Linked DNA regions of Rattus norvegicus: regions 1 and 3 are each linked to region 2. Evidence: chromatin contacts called from public Hi-C data. All regions are on one chromosome and are shown on one strand. The core of a region is the stretch at or near the end of the contact, and the rest is flanking DNA. Distances in the headings are between cores, read along the strand shown. Region 1 holds the start of Arl8b (ADP-ribosylation factor like GTPase 8B). Region 2 holds the start of Bhlhe40 (basic helix-loop-helix family, member e40). Region 3 holds the start of Edem1 (ER degradation enhancing alpha-mannosidase like protein 1).

Region 1 (4,354 bases), core at 1,011-3,510, 130 kb before region 2:
ATGTGGGGGATAATGTAACATTTTATGATATAGAGAATTTGGAATGATTAAAATGAGTTAAACATAGCCTCTCTTTTTTGTGGGATCTTTTCTTAACAGAGACTATCTCCATCATATAGTCTAATATTGACGGATAACAGAGGGTCACTAACTTCAACAGCACTGCTGACATTTGATAGTTGTTAAAATGAATCTAATTCAGAAGGGAGGGGGGCTTAAGAAGCTTCCTTCCCAAGAGCCATAAATCTGCAACTGCCGACCACACTGGCCTGAGAGTCAAAGGAAACGAGGCCTGCTCCGTCCTTTCTCAATGTATTTTCCATGTACCTGCTTTGGGTAGTACAGCCACTAGAGATATCTACATGTTATCACTTCCCTACTCCTCCTGGTAAGCCCTTAGAGCAACTCTCTTAAGAAATCTATTGTTATCTGCACTTCATAGATCAGAAAACCACAATCGACTCAACCAGACCCAAGGCTGCTAAGTGGCAGATCCAGATTTCAAATCCAGGACTGCTTGGCATAAAAGTTCGGGTTTGTTGTATCAAGCTACACTGTCTAGTGATAATATATGCACAAAAGTAAGCAGTATGTCTCTTGAATTCTACTCATTGATGCAGGTTCTTGCATTAACTCCTCCTCCACAGCAAATACAAGTGACCATACCAACACACCCACGATTACCAATTCAATCTTGTCGAGGAGACAGGACTGCCAAGGAATTGCCAATTCTTATCTTGGTTATATAAAACGAACAGCTCGAAGTCTATATAAAAGTCCTGGTATGAAAGAAAGCCTGAAGTTTGTTCTGCCTTATTCTCTTGGGGTGTGGGTGGGGGCAATATAGAAAGAGCCCAACACGAAGCATAGGCATTTCCCTCATAGTTATATTCAGCCATCTTCGAAAAGAAATTTTGAGTCTCTGCTCCTGTCTTTCACGCCTGTTGCTCTATTACTGCAGGGACTGAGTCACAAGTTACCTAGTTTCTCCCATGGCAGTGTGCAGCCAAACCAGTCTGGCAGCTCAGCTGTCTCTTGTGTGAGGATTCCAACAAGCCTCTTGAAGGTCTGAGAACTGCGGCCACTTCTCATCGGAACAACTGTAAAGTGCAACCCTCTAAGTACAGCCCTAAGACTGTGCAACGACTCCTCAGCTCCAAAGACTGACATTCACTCCCATTCCTTCCCCCGACGCAAACTCAAACAACCACTCTCCCACTGAATTAACCACCACATTATATTTAAGTGTATTTAATCTCCAAGCAATTTCCCCGAGCCTGCATAAGCTACGCCCCAATCCAAACAAATTCCTTCTCTAGGAGGAAAAAAAAATCTCTCTAAAGACCAAACCCTGCAGGATAGTTAACTTTATGTTGAACGCAGATCCATCTATCCGCCCGTTTAACACAATCACTCTGGAGAAACAGAGACTCGCCTCGCCCTTACTCCCTGCCTTAATAAATACTGGGATCTGGATGGTCACGCCAACAGTTTCCATCAGTTTGATCTCTGACTCTCCGTGGACCAGTGACAAAGACCAAGCGAACTGGAGGCGCCAAGGCTCCCCCTGGCATTCACAGATGCGCCCACACCGGTTGCCTGCTTTCACAATGCGGCTCCTTCGTCCCAAGTGGAGATTTCAGAGAGGCTTCCCGGCCGCAGGCGTTCTGGAAAAGGCCGAGCTCACCCGTCCGGATGAGCAAGTGACAGGTTGGAATTAACCCTTCAGCCTCCACAGCCCGAAAGGCGGCAACTGTGACAGACTCGGATTAACTCTTTCCAGGCCGCCTTAAAGACACAGCCCCCCACCAAAACGCAATGTGGAATTGACCCTCCGGCGCTGACCCTCCGGCTAAAACCTCCCAGGCCCACACCCAAAGGATCGCACGGCCCGGCCCTCAGGGAGGTGACAGGCCCCGGACGCCCGCCAGGCCGACCTCATAGGGCTGCTCACCGCGATGACATTGACGAAAGTGGTCTTGCCAGAGTACTGCAGCCCCACCAGCGTCAGTTCCATCTCCTCCTTCCAGAAGAGCGAGCGGAACCAGTCCAGCAGGCGGGAGATGAGCGCCAGCATGGCGGCGGCCGGCAGCGAGCGGGGACGGGCGCGGACGACGACAGACACTGCTTCCCACGAGCGGGTATCGGCCCGGAACCCGCCAACGGCTCTTCAGCGGGCCCCCCGGCGCGACTCGGGTAGACACAGATAGGAGGCTGCGACGGCCGGAGCCAGGAAGCCCAGCGGGTCATATGATTCGCCCTACCCCCCCCACGCCCAGCCCTGCGCAGCCGCGGAAGCACACGGCAAGAACGGCGAGGTCCCATAGACTCCGAGCGCCCGCCGGCGACATCGCCACCTGGTGGTGCGTCCCAAGGCACAGTGTCATCGCCTTGGTGTCAATTCACTTTGTCACATGTTTTTTCTCTTTCATGGTGGGTTCATTCACCATTTTTTTTTTCCCAACTTATTGGGCTCCTCACAGTCGCAGGCCAAGGATTTCAGTACTAGAGAGGTGTAGGCAGGAGGATCAGAAGTTCAAAAAGCAAAAACGGTAGTGTTACAGAAATGACTCGGAGGTTAAAGGGCTTGCTGCTCTTTCGGTGGACCGGAGAGTTCAGGACCCAGCACACACAGTCTGGCAGCCCTCAACAACTTGAGCTCTGAGGGGGGGGGGGGGGGGGGGGGGGCAGATCCAGGGCTTTCTGACCTCCGTCGTACACTCTGCAAGCACGTGCACATACTCCCACAACAAAACACATAAATCATAATAATCTTAAAAAAAAAAAAAGAGTTGGGGCTTGAGAGATGGCTCTATGGTTAAGAGCACAGACTGCAGTTCAATTCCCAGCAACCACTTGGTGACTCACAACCATCTGTAATGGCATCTGATGCCCTCTTCTGGTGTGTCTGAAGACAGCAACAGTATACTCACATTAAATTAATTAACTTTTTAAAAGAGTTGGTCCTCATTCACTTATTGACTGAATTTTTCTATAATTGTTTGTTGACAATGTACCCTGAAAGAAAATGTTAATACTCTGAGTAGTTGAACACGGAATAAAAAAAAATCAGAATTTGGGTTGGGATGTAGCCCAGTGGTAGAATGCTTGCCTGGCATGTATTGAAGCACTGGGTTCTGGGGAGGTTGGAGGGGGTGGGGGGCAGGGAGTGATCAGGAGGCAAAGTGAATAAATTAATTCATGGGAAAAAATTCTTTCCCAGCACGTAAAAGACATGGGGTTCGTTTCTAGCACAGCAAAACAATAGTAACAGCAAAATCCCTGCCCTCCTCTGGCTTACAGTCCAGTGTGGAGAACATACAGCAAACAGAGGAGAAAATGCTTCATGGTACTTCACGTTGTAAAGAAAACTGAAGAGGAACAAAGAAGAAGCTGGAACAGATTCTCTTGTCTTTAAGTCAGGTGGTCCTGAGTGGAAAGGCTTGAGGGAAGTGAGAAGGAGAAGCAGGCTGACCTTTGGTAGAAGCACATTCCAGGAAAAGACCCTGAATGGGGAAGGACAGTGAAGTGGTTTGGAGGTTGAAAGACGGTGTGCCGGAGGCAAGGGGGAAATGATGGAATTATATTTTAATTGAAAATATTTTTTTAAAAAGACACTCCGGCTGACTGCCCCAACTTCCCCAGTTGATATCTGCTTCGTATTTGTAAACCTCTAACTTGATGCTTTCTTGTTTAGCTCTCTCAACCAACTACTCTAGTCGCCTCTGCTGGATGTTGTGAGCTTGCTATTTGGTAGAGCCTGGCTACCTATCGCTACTTGCTATTTATTCTTTTACTTTTATTTGCTGTGTACTTAATAAGTACATTCATTTAAAGCCAAAAATGCAGCCAAAAGTTTATTCTTGGAACAATACAAAACACTGGCGTAGATCAGTGAAACCTGGAGTGGGGAGAGGTAGAAAGAAAATTCAGGGACAGGGGGAGTGGGACACGGGGCCCTAGTTTGGATTTGATGATAGAAGATGGGAAGCCAGGAGGTAACCTGAAGATTTAATTGTTTTTATTGTATGTGTGATTTTTCCTGCAGGTGTCTCTTTGCACCACATCCCTGCCTTACCTGAGAAAACGAGAACACATTGTATCCTCTGGAACTGGAGTTACAGACAGACAGTTGTTAGCCTCCATGGAAGAGCAACAAGTGCTCAACTACTGAGGTAACTCTGTAGCCCCTGTGGACTGACGTGTGTGTGTGTGTGTGTGTGTGTGTGTGTGTGTGTGTGTGTGTGTGTAAGACAGAGACAGACACAGAAAAAAATAGACAGAGGGAGATGAGACAGAGAGACAGAGACAGACAGAGAGACAGAGACAGACAGAGAGACAGAGACAGACAGAG
Region 2 (4,217 bases), core at 1,483-3,982:
CTTGTACTAGCCTTGGACGGAACAGAAGAATGCCTGAGGGGTAGGTGTTAGGATTCCCCCTGGTCTGTACTGTATGATCTAGAAGGGAGAAGGGGGAGGTTAGAAGGTGCCCCTGATTCTCTGAAACTCAGGATAAATGAATGATGAAACCAGTGGTTTCATTGGATTGTGCAATTTGCCAAGATACCTAGTGGCTATTCAGGGAACCACAATGAAATGCAGGCAAGAAAAAAAAAAAAAAAAAAAAAAAAAGCCTGCTGTCATCCTGCCAAGACTGCATCCCACATCCAAAGACAAGGAAGCAAAGGGACAGGAAAACACTAGGGGCAGACCCGTGTTCTGCTCACCCATGAATGAGGGCTCAGCAGACCAACTGTAAAAACACCCACAATGCAAATTATCGATGCCTTGGCATTTTAAAGGGGGATGGGGAAGTCTCCCAGAACCGAGACACTCTCGGGCCAAAATGTCACAGGAACATTTCATCACTGGGCTAATAAGTACTCATTCCAGGTGGTGCACAGCAGCATTCCGTATGGGAAAGTATGACCTTTTAGGAAAGAATCAGAAAAGCATCTCCCCCAGTGAATGTGCAAAGGAGATGGTAGCTCAGAGTCAGGAGCCACAGCCAGCCCTCCGGGCTCGATCTGTGCTGAGACACTAATCAGGCCAGGCACTCACCAGCTTGTAAACCGCTCTGCAGGGCCATGATTTTCTGCTGCTGCTGATCAATTAGGTTTGTCAATGCTTTCACGTGCTTCAGCGTCAGCTCGAGAACCACTGCTTTCTCCAAGTGACCCAAAGTCTGAGGAAACAAAAAAAAGGGAGCTTCCGTCACCTGTGAGGTCAGTGAAGTCCCTTCTGACACACACTATTTGTTATGAGAATTGGGTGTAGACAACGAGATAGGAAGAGCTTTTCCTGCCCCACTAAATTTAAAGTTTGCAGATGTGTTAACATATCCATATAACGATCAAAGGCTTAAAAAAAGTCAAACATGTGTTGCCTATCTTTGGAGGCATTTTGGTAGCTGTTACAGTCTCGGGAGTGAGCTGACAGATATATTTCTCCAGCAGCTGCCCTGACCTTAACTCAGGGGACTCCGGAGATAACATTTCCCTGCTGTGGTGTCAACTCAGGGAGGGATGTCTACTGTGTCTGGCAACCAAACGGCTTTCCCAGTGTGCTGAATTTTTTTTTTACACATCCCCCCCCCCCCCAAACACCCGTTCAGGACTTCCAGTCATGCAGGCTTTTCGTCTTCCTTTCCAAACACTTTTCCCGAAGGAAAATCCAGAAAGCTTTCGGTTACCAGTAAAGATGATGATGAAAAGAAAAGGCACACATTAAATAAAGTAGGTCCTCTCGTGGATGGTAAGAGGACAAGGAGAAGGGCATAATTTTTTAATCTCACGGTTTGTTCCTTTTAAGTTAAGGGAGACTACGAGGTGGTGAGAAAGAAAAAAAAATACCAAAAGGAAGCTGTGCTAGTGTTGGAGCCAACTTAAAGAGGCCCCAGATGGTTCTGGTTCTGCCTCTGCCTGGAAGTCCTGGGTCTGGGTCTGGGTTCCCTCCAAACCAGAACTACTAGGAGCTTTGATCCGCCCGTCTAGCCTGCAGTTCCCGTTGACGCCTGCAGGCGGCGGGTGACCCCCACCCGCCCTCTGGGCAGAAGAACTGGGTTGGAGCGCAGCCAGGTTCTCACTTACAGTAAGTTTGAGATGTTCGGGTAGGAGATCCTTCAGCTGGGCAATGCACTCGTTAATCCGGTCACGTCTCTTTTTCTCAATCAACCGGTGCGGCAATTTGTAAGTTTCCTGCAAGGAATAAATGGAAGCAGTGGGTGCCTGAGAAAGGGAACACGAAGCTTCCTCCCTTCCTCCCCACCCAGCACCAGAGGGAAAAAAATTCTGCGAGGGCGCAGAGACGCACCGAGGATCACCTTCTCTGCCCCTTCTTTCCCAAGTCACTCACTTGTGACAATAAGCTCATCACATCCCGAAACCCCCAGCCAACCTTCAAACAAGCAAACTTTTCCTTGGAAACTCAGCGCACGCGAGAGGCTAAGGAACGGGGTCCCCAGGGATGCACCTACCTTGCTGTCCTCGCTCCGTTTTATTCCCCGCCTGGACTTGTACACTTGGTACATGTGGGCAAAATCCATCCTGCAGGGAGAAAGGCCAGAAAGAGCCGTGACTCCCAAGTGCGTACTGGCTGCAGAAGTCCTACAGATGCAAGAAGCCCCCTATATGCCCAGAGATGCCCCAAGTTGAGAGTGGTATGGAAGACACGGTGAGGAGCGGAGACTTGAAGGGATCACAGCGCACACTTACCCTGACAGGTCTCCGTGCTCCAGCCCTGGCGTTTTGGGCAGGCAGGTAGGAGGTGGTTGCGCGCTGGGGATCCGCTCCATGATGCGGCGAGCAGGGGCCACTGTGCGCTCCTGTCTGCACTTAGCAGAGAGTCTGAGAGAGGACTGCCCTGGAAGGGAGGATCCGAGGGTCTCAAGGGGTATGTTCCTATGAGCTAGCCTGAGCTTCTTGCAATGCGCTGGGCTGCCAGGAGCTGCGGCTTTGAGGTGTCGCTTCAGTTGGGGGCGTGCATGACCGGGTGTCCCCCACGGCTTCTGGCTCCCGCTCTGCACACAGACTGGCGGTGTGTGCTCGCTGCGCTGTCTGCGCCGTGCGAGCCAAGTGAATGAGAAGTGGGGCGGGTGGAGAGGCGGGAGGGAAAGGGGGGGTTGCTTAGGGCGGAGCGGGGGGGGGGGCGGTGGTTGCTGGAGGGGACGAGCCGAGGAGTAAGGAGAGGCTGCGGGCTGGGTTAAATGGGAGCGAGTGGGTGGGTAGAAGCTACGTGTTCTACCCTGTGACTCCAAGCACGTCTGGCCGCTGCCGGGGAGGGAAGGAGCGACCTGCCCGCCCTCCCCCGGCTTCATCACATGAGTCTCACGTGTTGGACAACGCTCTGGCGGCTGCAAAGTGCCCCCCCTCCCCGCCGCCCCAAACCTCGGGCCCCAGGTGTCTGCGGCTGCGGCCTCCTTTCCCCGAAAGAGGGGGTGGCAGCGCAGCCAGAGTCCTGCCCAGCTGGGTGGGGGGCACGGAAGCTGGAAGGAACTGGGGAGCTGGGGGGCGGGGGGAAGAGTTGGTAACGTGGGCGAACCTGCCCCAGGGAAATGAAGTAAGTTCCCGTCTCCTGGGAGGGAACGGGGGAGGACGGATTCCGCCCGCGTCTGACTCAAGCCGGGAGAGGAATATCCCCTTGGTCGCTCCAGCCCAGCCCTCTTCCTCCTCCCCCGCCTGGCCCGCTCCTAGGAACCGGTGCGCAGCGGAGGGAGTTGTCGGCCCCCCTTGGCCTTCCCCAGAGGCTGGGGTTTCTTTCCGTCCTGGCTTCCCAGCCCCCCAACGCTCAGCCTCAGTGTCCAGGAATTGCCCGCCTTGGGGAGGGACCGAGGGCGGGGCGGATGTCACCCCATGGGAAGCGGGCTGGTGGCCAGGCGCTAGGGCAGCCGAGGCCGCCGCCGAGCACGCCGAGCGCACCTGACCGTGGACCGTGTGAGCCGTGCGGACCCTCCCCTCCCCCAACTCTCCCGGGAGCTCAGCTCCCGGGCGCAGCCTGCGGGTGGCCTGGCACCCGACTGGCGCGCACCCATCTCCTCCCGCCTTCCAGGGTGCCTCACTGCCCCCACCCACCCTGGCTAGTCAAGCACAGAAAGATACCGGGCACGGTGCCCGGCGTTCCCTCCCTCCTCTGCCCCCTCCGATGCAGAGGCGTCCGGGTCGCCTCCCCTCCGGCTGCAGAGTTACACAACCGCGGCGACGGCGCCTGCCCTGCAGCAGCGCGGGGCGTGACGCTTCACGTGGCCCAGACGCGGGCCGGAGCTCGGCTCACTGCAAGCCTCTCCGCGCCGGCTTCCAAGCCGTGACCCCCGCGCACCGGGCTGCCAGCCGGCATGGGATCCCGAAGCTAACCAGGAACTTGGGTGGCGCTGTTTGCAGTCTATTCCAGGACAGGAGAGAGGAGACAGGAGGACCCCCACTCCCACGCCCCATCCTCTTGGTTTATCACAGTGAAATCTCCACATATGTGCAGCACACACTCACTGAGCCCCTTACCCAGTCGAGCTCGTGGCTGGAGACAGTGGAGGTAACAAGCACGGATTTTGACCTTGAATTTACAAGGACCTTTGGGAGGGAGCCAACCAGGCCAATCAGAAGACT
Region 3 (4,271 bases), core at 158-2,657, 180 kb before region 2:
ACGCCAGATGTCCAAGTTTCCATGTAGAATGCCAAGACAATGAACACCCCAACTACACTCCCATCTAAGGAGAGGGAAACATCACAGTCACCAACCAGCCTGACTGGGACTGTGGCAGTGCACACCCTTCAGGGAGGAGGAACTTGGCTGGATGTCCTGCTCTCTTGGACTTTGAAGTCCACTAGAGTAACCCCGGAACTCCACCTTCCCATACGTGGCTAGTGGGCTAGGACTGGCTGACCTTCTGACAGCACCATCACCCCACTGGTGTTTACGATGATACCAAGCACTGACGGTGTCAGTCAACTCTGCGCCTAAGAAATCATCCTTCGAGGATCCAGATGGCAAATCTGAGCCAGGCAACTACCATCCCTCCCAACAAGCTCCCCTCAGTCTAGGAAGCGGTCCCTGGGAAGGAGAAACGCTTAACCCCTCATCCCAACCCGGTGTCCAACTCACTGGATGACCCCTTTCTAGGAACCCGCTCCTTAATGTTCATATTAAAAAGCTTTGGGTGTGGCATTTTGATCAGGAAAGGGGAAGGCTCGTTTTGAAGCTGAGTTTTCCAAGGGAAACCTATATAACTAGCACTTAATGTGTCCATCTGAAGCGAGGGACACTGTGACTGTCCCTTCCGGTCTCTGGCCCTCAGTTTCCCCATCTGCAACAGAAAATGTCAGGGACCAGAACTTTGGAGGGTCAGGGAGAATCAAGAGGATGGCAGTCCACCGGGTAGCGGAGAAGAGGAACCTCGGACTACGGCGGATCCTAAAGACCCTGGTGTCCTCTCAAAGACTCGGAGGGGCGGAAGGCAGCGCGCGGGCTACTCACGGGTCTCCGAGGTCAGGCCCCCGGCCGCGGCAGTAGATGGGGTTGAGCTCGTCCTGCGGAAAGGCGTGCGCCATGTAGTTGTCATAGCCGAAGACGAACATGCCCCGCGCCAGGTCGCGCATCTGGGCACGCAGCTGCGGCGGGAAGGCGCCGCTGTAGCGCCGCTCGTACTCGTCCAGGCCGCAGCCACCGCCGCCCAAAGCATAGCCCCAGTGCGCCGGGCCGCACACGCCCGGTCCCGGCCCTGGTCCCGGCGGGGTCTCGAGCCGCCCCTCTGTCCCGCGCCTTGGCCGATGAAGCCAGGACGGGCCTCCCGGAGGACCAACTGGCCCCGAGCCGTCGGGGTCCCTCAAGCGCTGGAAGCCGAAACTGAGCGGAAACCGCTGGTAGAAGCCCATGCTGGGCCCCAGCCCGAAGACCAACCAGAGCACTGCGTGGAGGCCGAGGCGCAGCAGCACCAGCCCCAGGACGAGCGCTCGCCATTGCATGGTCGCGCGGCCGCCGCGGGCATTATTTTGAAGCGCCGGGCGCGTCCCCAGCCGACGGCCTCCCCGCGCGTCCGCCGGGAGCCCGCTCACTTCCCCTTTAAGGAACTCCCTCGTGACGCACCAGGAACTGATCCATTGTCCCCCGCCCCGCGGACCTGCCCGGCCCGCCTGGCCCCGCGTTCGCCCGCCGGTCGCCCCGGATTGGCCTCGCACGGGCCCGGCCTCGAGGGGCGCGGCCGGGGACTCCCTCCAGCTCTATAGGCCACCGGGACTGCAAGGCCCCGCCCCGCCGCCGGGCCACGCCCCCTGGGCGGTTCCGAGTCTGGTCTAGCTGGCGTGGCGAGCCTAGGTGGCTCCGGCTTTTGGGGAAAGAACTTCCAACCAATAAGAGCGCGGCACGGGAGCTCCAGGAGCCGGACACTGACGCGGCCTCTGACCCACCCTAGCCCGAGTAAATGTTGTTCCTGAACAGAATGTTTCTTGAAGATGGATAGGAGAAAGCCCGTCCAGGTCTGGAGTAGTAAGGGTGAGAAAGCTAAGGGGCAGGGCCTTTAAGCAAAGGAGGTACCTACTAGGAATGAATATCTAGGGAAGGTCTAGATTTCCCCGGTCAAGACTGCATGAAATGTCATCCAGTTTTTGTTGTCCTGATTTTGTTTGTTTGTTTGTTTGTTTGGGGTTTTTTTTTTGTTTGTTTTTAGTGGAATGCCTTACTTTGGAAGAATCATTCATGATACTTCTAAAATACTCCGAAATCACATCCAATCCCCATCAAAGCGAGATTGGAGAGTAACACCAAATCATTTTCATCAAATCTATTTAAACATCTTTTCCTGACCTTCCCATCATCTCCACAGTGCAAGGCGGCGCAACCTTGGAAATGTAGGGCAGATTTGGGGTTTAATCCCTTTTAAGTCCTAATTCCTATAATTAAGGTTACAGATTTCATTTTTTAAGGGCTGTGGCTTTCTACACTTGGAGCGCCTGTAAGAGCTTATTTTGTGAGAGACAAAGGCCCAAGCAGTATTGGGGGTGGGGGGGAGGAAGAGAATGAGAGAGAAAAGTGACTGGACTAAGTTGCTGGGGACCAACTCACTCCAGTTCTTAACTGTTTCTGCCTCCCTCCCTGGAGCTAACACAAACTGAATATGAACATTAAGATATGCTTTGTTTCCTCCTTAAGCTACTTCTGTGCAAATTTTAGCTTAAGTTTATCTTGCACTCTAGTCAGCTGTCAGCCACTGTGACAGCAACTGTTCTCACGCTGTCCTGATTTTAAAAGATGAGTCTAATAACTAGAGAAAACCACCCAGCTTATGAAAAATGCTTTCCATGGCACAACAATAAGTGTCAGTAGAACAGGTTTTTGGAACACTATGGCGGTATTCCTATTTTATCTTCATTTTTTAAAAAACTAAAGTGGAGTATCTGTGACTGGCCCTCAGATTGAATTCATTCTCAGACTGAATGTAGCTGATGAAATTAAGACATCTCTATCTAATCAGAATACCCAGCCTTAAATATGAAAACAAATTCTGAGACAGGATCTCACTATGCAGCCCTAGTTTGCCTCCAGCCTGTAATGCTCCTGTCTCAGCTCCAAGTAAGATATTATAATCTTGAACCACCATACCTAGCACACTCTTGTTCTCTCTCTCTCTCTCTCTCTCTCTCTCTCTCTCTCTCTCTCCACACACACACACACACACACACACACACACACACACACGAGAAAAGGGTTGTGATAGGTTTTTCTAAATACATACATTCTCATAAAAATATCTCAGGACAAGCATGAAAGTCACTTTCATTTTAGTTATAGCTTTACTGTGCAGCTCCAAAGAGACAGCTGAGAATCCAATCAGAATCTTGCCTTCATAACCTTGCTAAGTTAGTTTCTGCACCTGTTTCCCCTGCTGCAAAATATTCCCCATTTTAAGACATAAACAATACCACAAACTCTCTCAAGCCCAAAAACACACAAAAAAACCAACAAACAAAAAACTTGTAGTAGTAGGCCCTGTTAAGAATGAGACTCTGTGTGTGTGGCGGGGGGGGGGGGGGGGGGGGTGTTGGGGATTTAGTGCAAGGCCCTGGGTTCGGTCCTCAGCTCCAGAAAAAAAGAAAAGAAAAAAAAAGGATGAGACTGTATTTTGTATGAATAAGAAACTTGTAAGTCGCTAGGCAAAGGTTACTTTTATGTGGGTGGGACCAAGACAATCTCTTGTGGACTGTTAATTTCTGAAACAAGTAACTTTACCTATTAAAAGTTAACTTATCCAGCCAGCCGGGGTGGCTCACACTTTTAATCCCAGCACTTCATAGTCAGAGGCAGGCAAATTTCTTTAAGTTTGAGGCAGCTTGGTCTTCATAATGCGTGAAGTCCTCCTCAGATGTTAAGGAAAGAGGACTGCTTTAAGACCAAAAGACTAAGACTAGCCTGAGCAGTGTAGTGAGTCAACTGTCCCTAAAAATAAAAGATAGTGAGCTTCCTTCCCTTCCCCCAGTCCTGCTAGCCCAAATGCTGCACCTACCCATGAAGAACTGATATTATGTGTGTACCCTACCTGTGGGCACATACCCCCCCCCCACTTTCTTACTTATACTGTCACAAAGGGAAATCACCTTAATGTTCAGTCTTTCTGTGGACTGAGGCAGACGGTTTAACAGACAATAGCAATGTGAATTTCTCTTTGAAGAATAGGACTCTAAATAAATTATAAAAATGGATATAAAGTTTAAAAGACACAGAAACAAAATAACCCATCATGTGGAGCATACTGTGTAACAACTGAAGGCTGGACACTGTCACAGATGACAAAAGGGAGGGAGATACAATAACTGACTGGCTGCCGTTCTGCTTCCCATGTCAAAGGGAAGCCAGAGGTCTGCATGGTTCTGTAAACCCAGTAAACACAGTCACTAAGCAAGTGGGGAGTGAGTGAGTGTGTG

What was found. Hi-C and Micro-C count contacts between places; a contact is called where the count stands out from the background.
Region 1: a Hi-C map of kidney shows a contact between it and region 2, with 3 times the contacts expected there. The contact joins the promoter of Arl8b here to the promoter of Bhlhe40 in region 2. A contact is called at or near these places in 2 of 12 Hi-C or Micro-C datasets (kidney and mammary epithelial cells).
Region 3: a contact with region 2 is called in a Hi-C map of liver, with 4 times the contacts expected there. The contact joins the promoter of Edem1 here to the promoter of Bhlhe40 in region 2. A contact is called at or near these places in 6 of 12 Hi-C or Micro-C datasets (kidney, liver, mammary epithelial cells and 2 more).

The regions. Positions count from the first base shown.
Region 1 is chr4:143,302,537-143,306,890 of GRCr8, reverse strand. Arl8b (ADP-ribosylation factor like GTPase 8B) reads right to left here and starts at 2,260. Exons shown (of 7, transcript NM_001024332.1): 1 at 1,955-2,260. The coding sequence starts at 2,077.
Region 2 is chr4:143,172,965-143,177,181 of GRCr8, reverse strand. It overlaps Bhlhe40 (basic helix-loop-helix family, member e40), which reads right to left and starts at 2,732. Exons shown (of 5, transcript NM_053328.2): 1 at 2,334-2,732; 2 at 2,096-2,165; 3 at 1,710-1,817; 4 at 682-805. The coding sequence starts at 2,413.
Region 3 is chr4:143,350,811-143,355,081 of GRCr8, reverse strand. It overlaps Edem1 (ER degradation enhancing alpha-mannosidase like protein 1), which reads right to left and starts at 1,407. Exons shown (of 12, transcript NM_001305279.1): 1 at 832-1,407. The coding sequence starts at 1,319.